Linked DNA regions of Rattus norvegicus: region 2 is linked to region 1. The links are chromatin contacts, called in public Hi-C maps. All regions are on one chromosome and are shown on one strand. The core of a region is the stretch at or near the end of the contact, and the rest is flanking DNA. Distances in the headings are between cores, read along the strand shown. Region 1 overlaps Cyp4f17 (cytochrome P450, family 4, subfamily f, polypeptide 17). Region 2 holds the start of Zfp870 (zinc finger protein 870).

Region 1 (3,825 bases), core at 793-3,292:
GAACTCAGGACCTTTGGAAGAGCAAGTCAGTGCTCTTAACCACTGAGCCATCTCTCCAGCCCCCTAAAGAAATATTTCTAAAATATTAATATCAAGTTAATTTCTCCAGTATTTATTTATTTATTTATTTATTTATTTTTGATTTTCTAATGGTTTACTCTTTGATTCAGAGTTAAGCACGGTGGCTCACTCCTGTTCTCTCTACATTCGTGAGGTGGAGGCATTAAGGATCAGTTCAAAACCGTCCTGGCAGAGGGCAAGGGTCAGGGGTCGGGGTCAGGGGTCAGGGTCGGGGTAGTGAGCAGGGGGCAGGAGCAGGGACGGGGGGTAGAGGCAGGTGGAGCTCTAAGCTCGTGGCCAGTCCGGTTTACATGGAGTTCTGGACTAGCTAAAGCTACATAGTGACACATTATGTCTAAGCAAAGTAAATTCCATAAAACATGGCTGGGGTGATTGCTGATAGCATAAAGACTTCAGTTTGAGTTCCCAGAATCCATGTAAAAGGCTACGCCAGCACTGGAACACAGGGGAACGGAATCGTGCTGGCCAGCCAGTCTAACCAAAATACATGTTCAGTGAGAGACACTGTCTCAAAATAGAAAATATAGAGGGATAGAAAAAGATGCGCATGGTGACCCCTGGCTTACACAACACACACACACACACACACACACACACACACACACACAAATAAAAATAATAAACAAATTTATTTGATTCATATTAAATTAAATTAAATTAAATTTGGCTTTGGATTCATAGTCACAGAGAAACAAGTGAGGCTGGCCAGTAAGTACTATGCGTGTGTGTGTGTGTGTGTGTGTGTGTGTGTGTGTGTGTGTGCATGAAGTTTATGGCATGTGTGGAGGTTAGAAGACAACTCTTGGGTAGGAGTTGGTTCTCTCTTAACACCTTGTGTGGTCTGGCTACTGAATTCAGGTCATCAAAAATGGGTGCTAGCCCTCTAATGACAAGGATTCTAGCAGGCGAGGACTTTGTTTTTGCACCCTGGATAATTACATGGTGGTTTCTTAGGGACGACCTGACCCAGCTGCCCTTCCTGACCATGTGCATCAAGGAGAGTCTGCGGCTGCACCCCCCAGTCACAGTCATCTCCCGATGCTGCACCCAAGACGTTGTGCTTCCAGACGGCCGGGTCATCCCAAAAGGTGTGGACAGTATGGGGAGGTGGCTCCTACTGGTCCCCGGGGGCAGCACTGACTTCTTTTCTTGTCCAAAAGGAAACGACTGTATCATCAGCATCTTTGGGGTTCATCACAACCCTTCAGTCTGGCCAGACCCTGAGGTGTGACCCTACCCACTCTCTAATTCTGGAACCCGGGGAAGGGGTGTGGAAAACCAGAGCTCTCACTCTTCTGTCTCCATATCCATCTTCACTGGGACTGGCTGGATGTGCACAGAGACCTGACCCAACAGCCTTGTCTTGGTTGATCTTCAGGTCTATGACCCCTTCCGCTTCGACTCAGAAAACCCACAGAAGAGGTCTCCTCTGGCTTTTATTCCCTTTTCTGCCGGGCCGAGGTGAGGCGAAAGCCCTTGGATAACTGAGGGGACAGGGGAAGTTGGGATGGTTGGTTCTGGGTCTCCTTCCCGCCCTCTACTCAGGAAATAGGTCTATAGAGCCGGGCTGGAGGTGAAAGGCGAGAGCCCTATGGTCATAGCTCTTCTGGTCCTGATCTGTCTTGGGCACTGAGTTTGAGAGAGCGTTGGAAGTGGCAACACAACACTTGGATTCCCCAGGATCATCAGCGCACCTTCGGCCTCTCGGGCAGGCGTGGCACGACAGGGACTAGTTCAGTTCAAACCTTGGGGGCTGGTTAGGTCTCAGTAAAGTCAGAGTCCCCACCCTGTTCTCCCGCAGGAACTGCATAGGACAGACTTTCGCTATGAACGAGATGAAGGTGGCGGTGGCGTTGACGCTGCTGCGCTTCCGACTCCTGCCAGATGACAAGGAGCCGCGCCGGAAGCCGGAGCTGATCCTGCGCGCGGAGGGCGGGCTGTGGCTGCGGGTGGAGCCGCTGAGCACAGGCGCTCAGTAACACCATCTAATGTCCCAGTCACTCTCCTCTGCACAATTCAGAAAAAGCGGAGCCTCACCGAGAGCCAGCAGGGGGCGCTGCAGGACAACAGACTCTGGGAGCCTGGCTAGGGCTGCTGTCTGAGTCCAAGAGCCTTTCTAGGTGACCCACCGGGCCCACAGACTGATGAGAGTTGCACCCAAGCTCAAGAAAGGCCTTTGTTCCTTTGGCAATAGGGAGGCACCATAGATCTTTAAGCAGGAGAGATATAAGGTTTACTGGCAGATTTGAGGCAGTTTACTTCTTTCTTTTGTGTTTGAGACAGAGTCTCAGCTTTCAGTGGATACTGCAGGCAGGCCTTTAACTTGCAGCAAATCTCTGGCCTGACCACTCGAGTGGCAATTAGAAAGTGCACCACTGGGCTGGAGAGATGGCTCAGCGGTTAAGAGCACCCGACTGCTCTTTCAGAGGTCATGAGTTCAATTCCCAGCAACCACATGGTGGCTCACAACCATCTGTAAAGAGATCCGATGCCCTCTTCTGGTGTGTCTGAAGACAGCTACAGTGTACTTATATATAATAAATAAATAAAAAAAAAAAAAAAAGAAAGTGCACCACTGTGCCTGTCATATCTGAAGGTATTTTTTATTAGAATGATGGGAAGTTTCCCAGGAGAGAAGTCTGGGAGCCTTTCAAAATGATGTTAAATGATGTCCAAGGCTTGTGATGTCTAAGACCATTGAGGCAGCTTAAATTTAAAATGACATCACATTGCAGGCTCCCTGTGTGGTGATGTCCTTTCAGGTTCCCACTTGTTCTTCCTTGGGCTGGGGAGGTGGCTTAGTGGGGAGACAGGAGGATTCCAGGGCCTCAGTGGCCAGCCAGTCCTGCTGAATCAGAGCTCCATGTTGTAAGAGACACTATCTCAGGAAGTGATGGGATAAGTAAGGTGGATAGTGATGACTGAAGACACCTGAATAAACCTCTGACCTCCTCATGAGCATGACTGTATGTGAAACACACACACACACACACACACACACACACACACACACACACACACACACACACTTCTTGTGTCTCTTCTAGGATTTGATTTCCCTCCTCCTACCAGGAAGGAATTAAAACAGTTTTATGAGTTGAAGACTGGTCTTGGCTATGTTGAAAATTTGAGGCCAGCATTGCGAGACCTTGTCTCAAAACTTAAAAACCAGAGTTTTATATATCTTTGGCTTGAGACATGACTTTAGATGGGCTGGAGAGATGGCTCAGAGGTTAAGAGCACTGCCTGCTCTTCCAGAGGTCCTGAGTTCAATTCCCAGTAACCACTTGGTGGCTCACAGGGATCAGTAAGTAATGGGACCTGATGCCCTCTTCTGGTGTGTTTGAAGACAGCTACACTGTACTCACATACATAAAATATAAATCTAAAAAAAGAAAAAAGAGAAATAGTTTAAGAGCAAAAATGTTTGATTTTTAAAAAATTTTCTAGTGTTCTGTCCTTATCTATAGAGTGTCTTTGGGTTTTTGGGAAATCCTCTACCAGTGAGCTAAAAACCTTCCTGGTTCTTAGGTTTTCTGTGGTGTGTGTGTGTGTGTGTGTGTGTGTGTGTGTGTGTGTGAGAGAGAGAGAGAGAGAGAGAGAGAGAGAGAGAGAGAGAGAGAACTCATGAGGGGTTGACAGCAGTGAGTCCCTTGACTTTGTGACAGAAAACTGAAGCATCACAGCTGGTGTCTCTGTAGTCATTCTGTCATGACCCAAGTGTCAAACATGCTCTTTGCTGCC
Region 2 (3,825 bases), core at 557-3,056, 470 kb after region 1:
TAGAAGCCTCCCTGGATCTTTCTTCCTCTTTCCAATGGGCAGAGGCAGAAGAGATCTTTTCTGCTCACCACTAATTACTTGGCTATTTTTATTGGGTTACTGAGAACAGCGGGCTGGCCCTGACTGGGCACAGGTTGGGAATGCCAATTTCAATAACACAAATATGTCTGTCTGTTGCTGACATAACAGGCTCAAGTCTCTTGGGGTCACTATAAGATTGATGTTACAGGTTTTGGCAGAAAGGGAGCTGAGAAAAGCTTCATTGGGTGAATTACAGCATCAAGACTCAGGCGGCCATGGTGAAGCCCTGAAGGGAGAAACAGCCTTCAGTTCTGGAGGGATGAGGGGCGTTAATTGCTCAAAAAGGTTTAGGGTGTGGACAGGAATAACAATTAACCTAAGCAGGGCAGTGTGAAAGACAATGGAAAAGGAACTGATAAAGACTACAGCCCTAAAGCTGGGTGCTCTTGCGCATACCTTTAATCCCAGCACCCCACGGAGAGGCAGGCAGATTTCTGAGTCTGAGAGCAGCCTGGGCCACAACTCAGTCCAGGAAACTCAGTCTTGAAAAGCCTTCCACTTCCATCACAGAAACAAACAAACAAACAGAAAACACTGAAGCTATGACTCTAAGCCACCGGCAAGTCCACCATAAGAGTCCACAGAGGCTTGGTTTTACCCACCTTAACTGCAGCTGCTCTTTGTGGGTTAAAAGCCTCGGGCCACTAGGAATTGAGTCAGGCTGTGCAGGGAGGGTAATAGTCCCCTAGCCATAAAGAACTGCTCTGTGCAGCCTGACCATTCCTCTATTCCTGCAGGTATAATACACCTGGATGTAAAAAACCACCCAGTTCCCAGTTCCAAATAATAATAATAATAATAATAATAATAATAATAATAATAATAATAATAAAAATAGCTGTAACTTCCGGGTGGCCACCTTTGTATATTTTTACATCTCTCCCAGACCTGCAAAGACAGTGTTTCTCAACCTATGGGTCGCAACCCCTTTGGGGCGGACAACACAAGGATTGTCTATTAGATATCTTGCATATCAAATATTTACATTACGATTCACAACGGTAGCAGAATTACACTTATAAATTAGCAACGAAGGTAATTTTATGGATGGGATCACTACATGAACTGTAAACGACTGCAGCATTAGGAGGGTTGTGAACCACTGCTCTATGGGCACTTGACTTTTATTCCAGAAAGGATGGGGCCACTCGATGCTCCAATATGTCTCTATCCCGCTCTCCACACACCCCCTTACCCCAACACTCAGAATCACAATGTGCTCTGAGTAGCTGCTCCGAGACACTGCATGGGGTATGTCGGGATTTTCGGGGGAGGACGAGGCAGTAAAAGGACCAGTGTTCTAACCATCACTATCCATGCAGCCCCACCTCCATCCCCGGCACAAGAGCTCCAATCCAACTCCCAGGGTTGGCTCCCCAGGACCCTCTTACCCGAACCGCTCAGACTGCAGAGACCCTGGTTGAGAAGCCCCGCTGACCCTAGACGCCGCAGCACTGAGCGCTCAGGTAGGGGGAGACCACGGCTCTCAGCGGAGCCAGATGAGACTCTGCTGTAGACTCCGCTATCTCGGAAGGTCGGTACCCACTGCGGTCTCCGTCTGCAGCAGCAGCAGCAGCATCCTCCCCACATCTAAGACACAGGCCGAACGTACCATTTCCAGCCACGGAGTGTCCTGGTGTCTTCCTGCCGCTCCTGCTGTCACAGAAGGCGACTTTGATATCTAGACCTGGGATCCAGGATGTACTTCCAAGTAACAAACATGCCTAATTTGGGGGTTAAGGAAACAGACCTAGGTCAGATAAATTCCCTCACGTAAGAAGCATACTCCTCATTGGACACTTCGGGCACTAAAGTAATAACCTTTACCCTGATAGGCCAGCGAGCCTAACCTTTATCCCGATAGGCCAGCGAGCCCTTGGCTCGCGTCCTGGAGCGCTAATGACAGGAGATACTAGTTTTGTTGGGCAAATTAGCAAGCAGATCACTCACTGAAGCCCTAGCGTTCTAGCGTTCTATCCCTGTCTGGGTGGAAGCCTGCATGTAAGCGGCGCGTTTGTCCACTTGCTTGTAACAATGCGCAGTGGGCAATTCCTAATTCTCCCTCCTAAGAATGGAGTCAGAGCAAGAGAATTCCAGACTCAGTGGTCATGGAGACAACTCAAAGAGCTGCTTTGAGCAGGATTAGGAGGAAGGGCCTTATTAAAGGAAACCCCTCTGCCAGCCCCCATCTTCCCAAATCCCACCACCATACCGCCAGTTTGCCCAAGACTTTAGGAAACATTCCAACGATAACACTCACGAAAATAGGCAACCTGACTTGTCTTTCACCCTGCACTTTCGAAAACAAAACAAAAGAACAATAACAAACAGAAGACAAGTTTTTCCAGAAACCCAGTCTCTAGGCCTGTTGAAGTCACGGCCTCCCTGTCCTGCTCTCTACTTTGAAAACTGATTTTCAGACCCTTTGTGATAACGTTCAGGTTTGGAGGTTTCAATTTCTCAGGCCAATAAACATCTGCTCTTGCTGTGTGTTAGAGTTTTATCGCTGTAAAGAAACACCGTGACCAAGGCAACTCTTATAAAGGAAAACATTTAGCTGGGGCTGGCTTACAGCTTTTAGAGGTTCAGTCCATTAACGTCATAATGGGAAGCTCGGCAGAGTCCAGGCAGATATGGCACTGTAAGAGAGTTCTACACCTTAATCTGAAGGCATCCAGGAGGAGACTCTTCTACAGGGAGCCAGGAAGGAACTCCCTTCCTTATTGAGCAGAGCTTGAGCACGGGGAGCCTCAAAGCCCTCCCCCACAGTGACGCACTTCCTCCAACAAGGCCACATCTCCTAATCTTGGCACTCCCTGGGCCACGCCAAGCATATTCAAACCACCGTGGGGTTCTTTAGCAAATGACCGGCTATGTACAGAAAGTCCAAGAATCCAGTAGTTGCTCAGTACACAAGACTGGATGTCTCGGCTGGTGTTCAACTGACGCTAGACTCCCAAAGAAGTAGGCTCTAAAGCCAGTGTAGGAATGGGCTTGCAAGCAAGGCAGGAGAGAGCAGGCCGAGAGTAAAGGCTTCTTTCTTCCATACCTTAAATAGGCTTCCAGCAGAAGGAGTAGCCCATATTAGATCTGGATTAGATCCGACTGAAGGTATGCCTCACTATGTCAAGATCAGGGTTAAAAGAAACGTCTTTTCTCCATTCCAGAAAACAATCTAGACCACAGGCGTGTTTTTCTGCCTGAGAGATGCGTATTAGATGTATCACGTTGACAATCAAGTATACCCGTCGAACACTGTTTCCAGGGCAAACTGAGTCTGTTCTTGCATTTTTTCCTTCGATGACTTTCTTCCCTCCCTATTACACTGTTTTTTTTTTTTATTTTTTTCTTGCCTCAGAATTTGGAAAGAGGCAGGTGGCCAAGGTTTTTCTGATCCCATACTCAACCAATAACATAAAAACACACAAACAAGCAATGCCTATCATTCAAGTCACCAAGTCATGGAGAAAGTGGAATTTTATACAGAAAAACTGGCTTAAAAGAACAGCAAAAAACAAACAAACAAAGAAAAACACACATTAAAAAATTCAACCCTTAGATGTGATAGTGTAGTACACTGTCCCGTACACTTGTGAGAAAGATTCAGACTGAGCTCTGTGAGTTCAAGGCCAACCTGGTTTACATAGTGAGTTCTTAGATAGCCAGAGCTACACAGTGAGATATTTCTCAAAAAAAAAAAAATAACAACAACAACAACAACAACAACAACAAAATTTAGATCCT

Evidence for each region. Hi-C and Micro-C count contacts between places; a contact is called where the count stands out from the background.
Region 2: a contact with region 1 is called in a Hi-C map of psoas muscle, with 2.4 times the contacts expected there. The contact joins the promoter of Zfp870 here to the enhancer-like site in region 1.

Annotation. Positions count from the first base shown.
Region 1 is chr7:12,184,084-12,187,908 of GRCr8, forward strand. Cyp4f17 (cytochrome P450, family 4, subfamily f, polypeptide 17) reads left to right here. Exons shown (of 12, transcript NM_001191986.1): 9 at 1,036-1,169; 10 at 1,242-1,306; 11 at 1,460-1,542; 12 at 1,883-2,641. The coding sequence ends at 2,060. Among named protein-coding and RNA genes, the nearest start is that of Cyp4f5, 8.6 kb to the right of the region's middle. Within about 2 kb of position 2,043, at least 54 of the 93 cell types and tissues checked have an H3K27ac peak or open chromatin away from gene starts, as enhancers often do.
Region 2 is chr7:12,652,514-12,656,338 of GRCr8, forward strand. It overlaps Zfp870 (zinc finger protein 870), which reads right to left and starts at 1,807. Exons shown (of 4, transcript NM_001163062.1): 1 at 1,694-1,807. The coding sequence starts at 1,696. All of the region lies in intron 1 of Ftl1l5 (ferritin light chain 1 like 5), which reads left to right.